2 separate regions of the Arachis hypogaea genome follow, and region 1 is linked to region 2. A link is a contact called in public Hi-C data. All regions are on one chromosome and are shown on one strand. Each heading gives the region's core, a stretch centred on a gene start, on an enhancer-like site or on the middle of the called end of the contact. The rest is flanking DNA. Distances are from core to core; before and after follow the strand shown. Region 1 has its middle 8.3 kb from the start of LOC112711508. Region 2 holds the start of LOC112711504 (coatomer subunit alpha-1).

Region 1 (4,647 bases), core at 1,891-4,390, 150 kb before region 2:
GCACGATGTGCTAAAACCAGTCATACAAAGCCTACAAGCCTTAAATAACTCGGAAAGAACGAGTTGTACCAATCAGTCTTAGAAAAAAAGACCTGGCAAAAAACAAGTCGTTTAAAGAGGGAAAAGTATTTATAGCACGCCAGGGGCATAAGGGTAAATTGACGCGATCATTAAAGAAACGCGCTGTTACCAATGTAACTGCTCTCACGTATAAATGCGAAAACCCCAACGGATGCGACGTTTGATTAGACTTGGCGATTAAGAAATTTAAAATCACGTCGGCTACAGACCCAAGTTCGATACTCGAATCCAACTCATAAGCAAAAGAGATTGGACTCGAGTAGGGGCACTGTTCCTACCCTGACCCAACGCTATGGCCCAGGTCCAAATACGCCAAAAGGCCCAATCCAAAGATTGGCCTTCGTTATTCACCGACCTCTTTAGAAGAGGTCGGACTCAACACGGACTTCTTTCCAAAGAAGTCGGGCTCAAGAGATAGCTGGCAGGTAACACTTATTCAAATAAGTAACTGCCCCTGAAATCTCTCAACCCACTTCTAGAAGGCATATCTCAACAATCCCTAGATAAAGGGACGGTTATCCACCTAAAAAGGTGGCACTACTCCAACGGTGGTTATTAGATTACCACTATAAATATCCTGACACTCTTCAGGTATCGCCAAGTTCCAATACATTCTAAACCTGCTTAACCCCATGCTGACTTAGGCATCGGAGTGTCTTTGCAGGTACCACCCCCCATTCTCTCTCACACACAACTCGGAGGCGACTCCCAGACGTAAACCAAGTCGGAGACCACACTCCTCCAGCGCTTGGGTCTCAAACAAGTCCAACCACCGTCCGGTTCTAGGTAAGCCCCGGAACACCAGTGTAAAAAATATTAAACTTAATGGAATATTTTTTTTACAAATTAAAAATACTCACAATTAAAAATCTAATTAGATATTTGACCACATATTTTTTGGGAGAAATATTTTGTTAATTTTAACCTTTTTTACACACAAAAATGTCTAATTATAAAATTAAAAGCAATATAAGAATCTAATTAAAAAAAGGATAAAAACCTAATTGCAAATTTGATAAAAATATAACGACTAACAAAATAATTAAACCTATCAAAACTTAGAATTTAGGTAGCGTTTGGTAGAGAGACAGAGACGGAAAGACCGAGACTAAGAGACAGAGACTAAAAGACAGAGATTGAAATAAATCTCAGTATTCTGTTTGGTGCAAAGTGAGAGACATAAATTGAAACAAGAATAAAATTCTAATTTAATTTATACCAAGGGTGAAATTGGAATTAATTAATTGAAATGAGAATATTTTAGGTATAAAATGTTATTAAAGTTTCAGTCTCCATCTCTCAAAATTTTAGTCCCTTGTGTCCCTACTTTTTGGAGGTACTGAAATACTGAAATTTTAGAAACAGAGATAGAAATTTTAATACCAGTCTCTAAACCAACAAACATGATACTGAGTCTCAGTCTCCCAGTCTCTGTCTCAGTATCTCAAAACAAACGCTACCTTAAAGTTTAGAATGGTCGATGGTGGTGGTTGTCGGGAAAAAATTGTGGTGTTGAGAGAAAGATTATACATAAGTGAAAGGAGATAAAATAGTAATTTCAAAAATATAATGGGCAAGTGAATTTGTTTGGTTGTGATTAGAGACAGAATTAGGCTAGACATCCTATGCCTTGGACCTGACTTATAGTTGACCTGCTTTAGCCTGACTTGATTAAGAAAACATTCAAGTTCAAGCCCATGATAAAATCTTTTATCTTAAGATACATGACTCACGCAAGTAAAGTTGTTTAATTAAGATGTTAGTTACTTTGCTCTAACTCTTACAAGGAGAGGAAATTCTTTCTCGCATTGAGAGATAATCCAAAAATTGGTTCTGTAATAATACATCCACTCTTTAAAGCCATAAACATCCATTCTTTCAAACACTAACTATCTACATTAAACCAAAACACATTTCCATTAACATAGTTACAATAATATCCAACTACGAATATAACAGTATACATCTAATATTGCAATAGGCATCTCTTGGACTGATCCTATTGAAAGCCAAACAATCACTATCAACCTCAACAAGAGCCTAGGTTCTAAACCAAATTGCTTCAACTTGGCGGACAAAGTTATCTTAAAGAAAAAAATGAAATTCAAGGTATGTAAGAACACTCTACTTGGCTTGTGGGGGTAACCTAACAAGGGTAGCTTTTTTGAGGTAGGAAGAAACAAGTTTCTTATTAGATTCAAGGATAGGAACAACAGAAAGCAGATTATGAACAATGGGCCATGAAGCATTAGAGAATACTTATTAAACTTACAACCCTGTTGTCAAAGTGTATCCATATATGAAGTGGGTCATGAGTTTATGATGTTTTGGGTCCAAATTTATGGACTCCTTGAGAATTACATGAGAGCAGAAACAGCATCAACAATAGGAAACATAGTAGGAATCTTAGAGGAGGTGGAGGATCCCATAATAGATGGGGGTGTTAATGAGAAATTTTATGAGATTCAAGGTGGCAATAGACATCACTAAATCTCTACAAATTGAATTTTGGATGGCAAGAGATCGTCTTCCTAAGACTTGGATAAGCTTTAAGTATGAACGTTTACAGGATGCTTTATGCCTCAATTGTGGAAATGGAATCATAGGTCATGACAAGAGGAGCTGCAAGAACCAGATGGCCATGTCAATCCATGAACCAAGGTACACAAAAGAGCTTAGTACCAGCAATGTGAGAGCTCTAGTTCGAAAGAGCCTTGATTTAGAAGATAAATCTATGAATCAGGAAATCGGGGGAGAAGCACAAGCACATGGAATACAAATGCAACAACAAGAGGAAAGGAATAACTAGGAAACTGAGGATAGTGCGAAGATCCAGCAGGTAAAGCAAAAATTTGAACAAGAAGTGACATCAAGAAAGAGGCTCTTTGAAATAAGGGAAAGTGGAAGCGGCTTTGGCAACTTAGGGGTGCATGAGGAGATAGCAAATCCATTAATATATGAAAGAGGCACAGTTAACCGAGAAGGAGGATTAATCTATCACCTTAGTGAGTTGATCCAAAAGCTCAAGGAAATGAAAGCTAAACAAGTAAAGGGAAAATGGGGAGATACTAAAAACAGATGGAACTATGAACCACAATTTTCTAATTGGACCAGTCCCCAAGTTAAGGCCCAACCAAAACAAGAAAAAAGAAAAAAAAATCTAGCTAAAAAAAACAAGTCCAACAAGAAACAAAGATGATTAGACCAAAAATTTCAATAAAATGGCTGAGCCAGAACAGACAAACCTAGCAAGAAAACTTTCAGCAAATGGTGTAGGGCCATGGACTAGGCTATGGGCTACACTCATAGGAAATGAAGAGTCATATGGGGAAATTGATTAAAAGTGAGTAATAATACATCAGCTCATGATAGGACATAAGATACACATGAAAATTTAGAGTTGCACGAGAAGATGATACGGGCTATCAGAGACAAGTCAAAATAAAAGGAGGAAAAAAAGAGAGAAAAAGAAAGATAGATTCACATAGATTGAGAAGGAGGTATATACATAGTGGAGCTAGCTTCTGATGATGAAAAAGAACCCATACCGAAGAGCAAGGAGCGAAATGAAAACAACTACTAGAAAAAGGAGTTAATAATCTGTATCAAGGATAGGCTGCAATTAAAGAGTGAGGGAGAATGCAAACCAAATTCCATAGCAGACAATGAATGGAACGACTTAGAAGAAAAGGGAAGAACTTGGAAGAGTTTCAGAAGCTGTGAAGAAGAAGAAAGCACCACCAGAGTATTGGAAGTCCTGAGAATCCAAAACATGGTTGAGGAGTTGGGCCTAACCATGCCCCCAACGCAGCCATGATCATCCTCAATTAGAATTGTTGCGAAATAGGGGCCGCCGCAACAGTTGTGGAGCTAAAGGGCATGTGCAAAAATATAAGCCACCTATTATTTTCCTAATAGAAACTAGAGTAAAATATGACATAATTAAGATGATATCTAGGAAGCTGTATTATGATAAGTTCCTCTGTGTAGAACTCCGGGCCTGTTCGGCGGTCTTATTATTTTATGAAAAAGTAATTTGAATATTGAAGGTTACTCTTGGTATCAAAATTATATTATGACTCATATTGATAACAATATTATGGATAGGTGGGATTGTGTTTTTCACTTTTTCTATATGGAAACCCGAACTTCAAACAAAGGAAGACGCTGTGGAGGAAGCTATCACCATCAGACCAAGACACACCAAGGTGCTTTATAGGAGACTTCAATGACATCCTTCAACAAGAGGAAAAGATAGGCAGGCATCCAAAATCCAAAGCACAATTAGAAGAATTCAAGAACTTTGTGGATAGCAATGCGTTGATGGATTTGGAGCCAAAAGGTAACAAATACACTTGGTTTAGTAATCTTCGAGATGAAGTCATCACTAGAGAAAAGTTGGATAGGGCTATGGTCAATTGGAAGTGGAGGGCTATGTTTGAACACGCCACTCTCACTGCGCTACCAGCCATATCTTCAAACTACAGCCAATTAATACTATCCACTAAACAAAAACATAAAATCACCAAGCTCTTTAAATATGAAGCTTTTTAGGATAGTGAAAAT
Region 2 (4,864 bases), core at 1,008-3,507:
ATAATATATTCATAAATAAAAAAAGTTATTATTAAAAATTGAATATGCAGATAAAAAAATCAAATTATAACAACTATCTCTAGAATTTATTAATAAATAATAAAAGTCATGTATCTATAATTCTATATAAATTAAATTATATTAAATTGTAAGATATTTAGATATTTAATCAAATTAATTAATTAATTATAATTAATTTGATTTAATAATTTAAAAATAATTTAAATAACATTTTTAGAAGTATGCGAATTCAAATAATTTAGACTGAAAATAAAAAATATAACTAAATTATACAATACAACATAATATTTTTATAAGTTTTTTATTATAATAGATCTAATCCTAAAATATTTATTATTATTTGTGGAATAATCTAATCTCACAAGCAATTATTTATTTAACCCTAAAACTTTGTTTTTATGAAAAAAATCACAATATTTATTTTAGAAAAAAAGGCAAAAAAATATTTACTCATTATTATAATTTAGGATAAAATATATTTTTTATCCTTAAAATTTGTGAAAAATTTCAAAAATATCCTTAAGTTTTATTTTATTTTAATTTTATCTATTTTTTTTAATTTGCATTAAATATACACCCAACAACTAAATTTTAAAAAAATTAATACCAATATAACAATAATACATAAAAATTATGGTTAATTTTCCTGTGTTGAGGTTGTTTTTGTGAAATTGTTGTTAAATTGATCTTAAATTTTTTTAAAAAATTAATCGCCATGAGTATATTTGATGCAAATCGAAAATTTTTTAGAAAAAATTGAAAAAAATTAGGAATATTTTTAAAACTTTTGTCAAACTTTAGAGACAAAAAATATTTATCCTATAACTTAAATAAAATATAAAATAGATATTAAACTAATTTTTTTAATAATTATTTAGTCACAAATACCCATGAGGGAGATTGAGTTTAAAAGCATACAAAGCAAATATAACACTCACACTTCTTACACTTCCGACCCATAGCATTGAGGAAACCTTTTTACTATTTACTTTTTTTATTAGCCATCTTTTTATCTACTATGCACTTCATCTACAAATATGCCAAATGTCAAATACATGCTTAAGCATTTTAAAATTTCATATATTCTTATGAATCACAATATTATTCTGCGTCTTCCATACACGACAAAATCATCCATCATTTTTTTATAAAAATTACTGAATAGAAGAACTGTTGGTAAAAAAATATTTTTTTAGTATATATAACCTTTTATGAAGACAAAATAAAAATGAAAAGCATAGAATAATATTATATATATTTAAATTAATTTTAATTTTTTTAATAATTAAATTTGTTAGGAGTAAAATGTTTAAATTGAGACATTTTTGGATTATAATATTCGTCAAACAACACCATCAATAAATCAATCATCCATGCTTTTTTTTTTATTTTGAGTAGATTTATCCATAAAAGAAATTACACATAAAAAAAAGAGTTGAAATAGTAAAAGTGATAAAAATTAAAAATGACAATTCTTAGCATTTTGTTTGGCTATCTATATATAAAAGACTAGAAAACTATGATTATCTAACAAAATTGATTTATATTTATTGCATTCAATTTGAATAAAAAAAATCATCTTATTTTATCCTTAATTTACATGATTTGAATCTCACTCAATACATATAATTTGATTTGATTTAATTATTAATTAAAAATATCTCAGTTGTCTATTTTATTTATAGATTTATTATTTTAATGACTAATAAATTAGTCAAATTAATTAATTAATACACATAATTAGTATAATTAATTTGGTTTAATAAATTAAAAGAAATAAATTAAATAATACTATCAAAACATTAAAAGAAATAAATTAAAAAATATTACAAAAACAAATTGAATAAATGATAATAAATCATGTAATATTTAAATATATAATCAAATCAATTAATTGATATAATTAATTGATTATAATAAATTATATTTAATGAACTAAAAGAAATAAATCAAAAAATACTATTAGAAATATGCTACGTCAATTCTATCATTAAGTGTAAAAATATGATTTTTATATAGATAAAATAAATATCCATTGCATTAGTGTAAAAGTAATCCTAAGAAAAAAATAATAGTAAAAATTAGTTTTCAATGACTTTTAAAAAAGAATTGTTAAGTATTAAAATTTTTTATTTTTACTTAATTTAAAAATAAAAATATTGTTGATTTTAAAAAAATATATTTAAACATATTTAAAATTGAATAAATTCACTCAAAAAAGTAAAAAACCATTCCAAAGAAACACGAAGTAATTTGGCATGTGTTGAAGAGTTTCATGTAATCCAAAATTTTGATGGTAAAAATAAGAGCAAGGTGACTGACCCAAGTTCTTAGATCTAAGCTCCACACTATTCAAACCCCTTTCTCCTTCATTTCTCTTCCCATTTTGGATCTGAACTTGTTCTTCTTCCCTCTTCTCTCCACGCATGCATTAGCCCTAACCTCATCTCAGGTAACTAACTCCTACTCTCCCTTCTTCTCAACTCTTCAATTCTTCAATTTCCACTTTCACTGCATACTTCGCTCGATCGATCCACCGCTTCGATTTCATTTGACGGTGTTTCCTCGCAGAGGAGATCGCTAGTTTCCATTGGAGAAGATGCTGACTAAGTTCGAGACGAAGAGTAACAGAGTGAAGGGCCTCAGCTTCCACCCCAAGAGGCCATGGATCCTCGCCAGTCTTCACAGTGGAGTTATCCAGCTATGGGATTACCGCATGGGAACCCTAATTGACAAGTTCGACGAGCACGATGGTCCTGTTCGAGGGGTTCATTTCCACTACTCTCAGCCTCTATTCGTTTCCGGAGGTTACTCATAACCCTTGATTCATTACGATTTCCTTGTTCTAGATTACTTTCATGCTCTGTTTTTTCTGCTTTTTCATCTGCATCTGTGTTCCATTGAGTTTTTGTGGATCTGTGATTGTTTAATGCCATATTGTTTGTTCTTTTGTCCTACCGTAGATCCATTTAAATGGGTCGGGAGAGTAAGAGAGGGAGGGTTGTGAAAAAGATTGCTTTTGATAGAATACTAGTTTCATCCATTTTTTTTAATACTGTTTGATGGTTGTTGTGTTTTGTGTATCGAGGCATGAAGAGGAAGAAGTTTATGTAGTCTATCTCTTTGGATCTGATACTTGGTAATATACTAATATGTTGCACCAATACAAATATGATTATTAAATGATATAAGTTTGTTTAAGTGTAGAACACAAATACAGAGATATAAATTAAATATGTATGTATACATTTCTAAACAACAAAAAATTCAAATAGAGTACAAAAATATTTAAAGATGAAACTTAGTTAGGTATACAAGAGAAAAGGTATCGTCACAATGTTGATGTGTTTTTTGCTTTCAACTGTAGAATGCGCTATGATAGTATAGATGGTATCTTGTTCTAATGATTGGGGTTTTCGTGTGATTCTATTTCCGACAGTCTTCTTTGTCTGTTTTTTTTTTTATTTCCCCATTGGGCAGGTGATGATTACAAGATTAAGGTTTGGAACTACAAGCTGCATAGGTGTTTGTTCACTCTTCTAGGACACCTTGATTATATTCGTACGGTGCAATTTCATCATGAGAACCCATGGATTGTGAGTGCGAGTGATGATCAGACCATTCGCGTTTGGAACTGGCAGTCACGTACCTGTATATCTGTTTTAACTGGCCATAATCATTATGTTATGTGTGCCTTGTTCCATCCAAAGGAGGACCTTGTTGTGTCGGCCTCTCTGGATCAGACTGTTCGTGTTTGGGATATTTCTTCTCTCAAGAGAAAAAATGCGTCTCCTGCGGATGACCTACTGCGGCTGAGTCAGATGAACACAGATCTTTTTGGCGGTATTGATGCAGTTGTTAAGTATGTGTTGGAAGGTCATGACCGGGGAGTCAATTGGGCTTCATTTCATCCTACACTGCCTCTTATTGTTTCGGGAGCAGATGATCGGCAAGTAAAGCTTTGGAGGATGAATGGTAAAATATGAAACCACTTGGTCCTAGTTACACTGAGGATATCCCTGTCTTTCCATATCTTATTTTAAATATTGAGCTGATCTGAATTCCTTATAGTATCATTGGTTTTCTAATAATTGTGCAGAGGAACATAGATATATTTATTTTGAGCTAAATGTTATGTCTAGCCTTGGTTGATGGATGCTTGAAATATTGTAGACTATGCTGTATAGGGAAAAGGAAACTTGATACCATTTAAATTTATGCTACTTATAAAATATTTCTCTCTTTTCAGACACAAAGGCATGGGAAGTGGACACTTTGAGAGGACACATGAATAATGTTTCGTGTGTAATGTTCCATGCAAAACAGGATATTATAGTCTCAAATTCTGAAGATAAAAGTATTCGTATATGGGATGCAACAAAGCGAACTGGAATTCAAACATTCCGCCGAGAGCATGATCGGTTTTGGATTCTTGCAGCCCATCCTGAAATGAACCTGTTGGCAGCTGGTCATGACAGCGGCATGATTGTTTTCAAGCTGGAGAGAGAAAGGCCAGCATTTGTAGTCAGTGGGGATACGTTGTTCTACACAAAAGAACGGTTCTTGTGTTCTTATGAATTCTCCACTCAAAGAGACACACAAATCCTTCCATTTCGAAGACCAGGCTCCCTAAGCTTGAATCAAAGTCCTAAGACTCTTTCCTACAGCCCAACTGACAATGCATTTCTTCTGTGTTCAGATGTGGATGGTGGATCTTATGAATTATATTGCATAACAAAGGACAGCTATGGTAGGGGTGATTTGCAGGATGCTAAAAAAGGTCATGGAGGATCAGCAGTCTTTGTGTCCCGGAATCGGTTTGCCGTGCTTGAGAAGAGCAACA

The links. Hi-C and Micro-C count contacts between places; a contact is called where the count stands out from the background.
Region 1: a Hi-C map of an unstated tissue shows a contact between it and region 2, with 8 times the contacts expected there. The contact joins the enhancer-like site here to the promoter of LOC112711504 in region 2. A contact is called at or near these places in 2 of 8 Hi-C or Micro-C datasets (leaf and an unstated tissue).

The regions. Positions count from the first base shown.
Region 1 is chr9:106,236,089-106,240,735 of arahy.Tifrunner.gnm2.J5K5, reverse strand. No RefSeq gene overlaps it. Among protein-coding and RNA genes, the nearest start is that of LOC112711508, 8.3 kb to the left of the region's middle. Within about 2 kb of position 3,140, at least 3 of the 3 cell types and tissues checked have open chromatin away from gene starts, as enhancers often do.
Region 2 is chr9:106,087,407-106,092,270 of arahy.Tifrunner.gnm2.J5K5, reverse strand. LOC112711504 (coatomer subunit alpha-1) reads left to right here and starts at 2,257. Exons shown (of 4, transcript XM_025764175.2): 1 at 2,257-2,473; 2 at 2,593-2,828; 3 at 3,502-3,996; 4 at 4,271-4,864. The coding sequence starts at 2,621.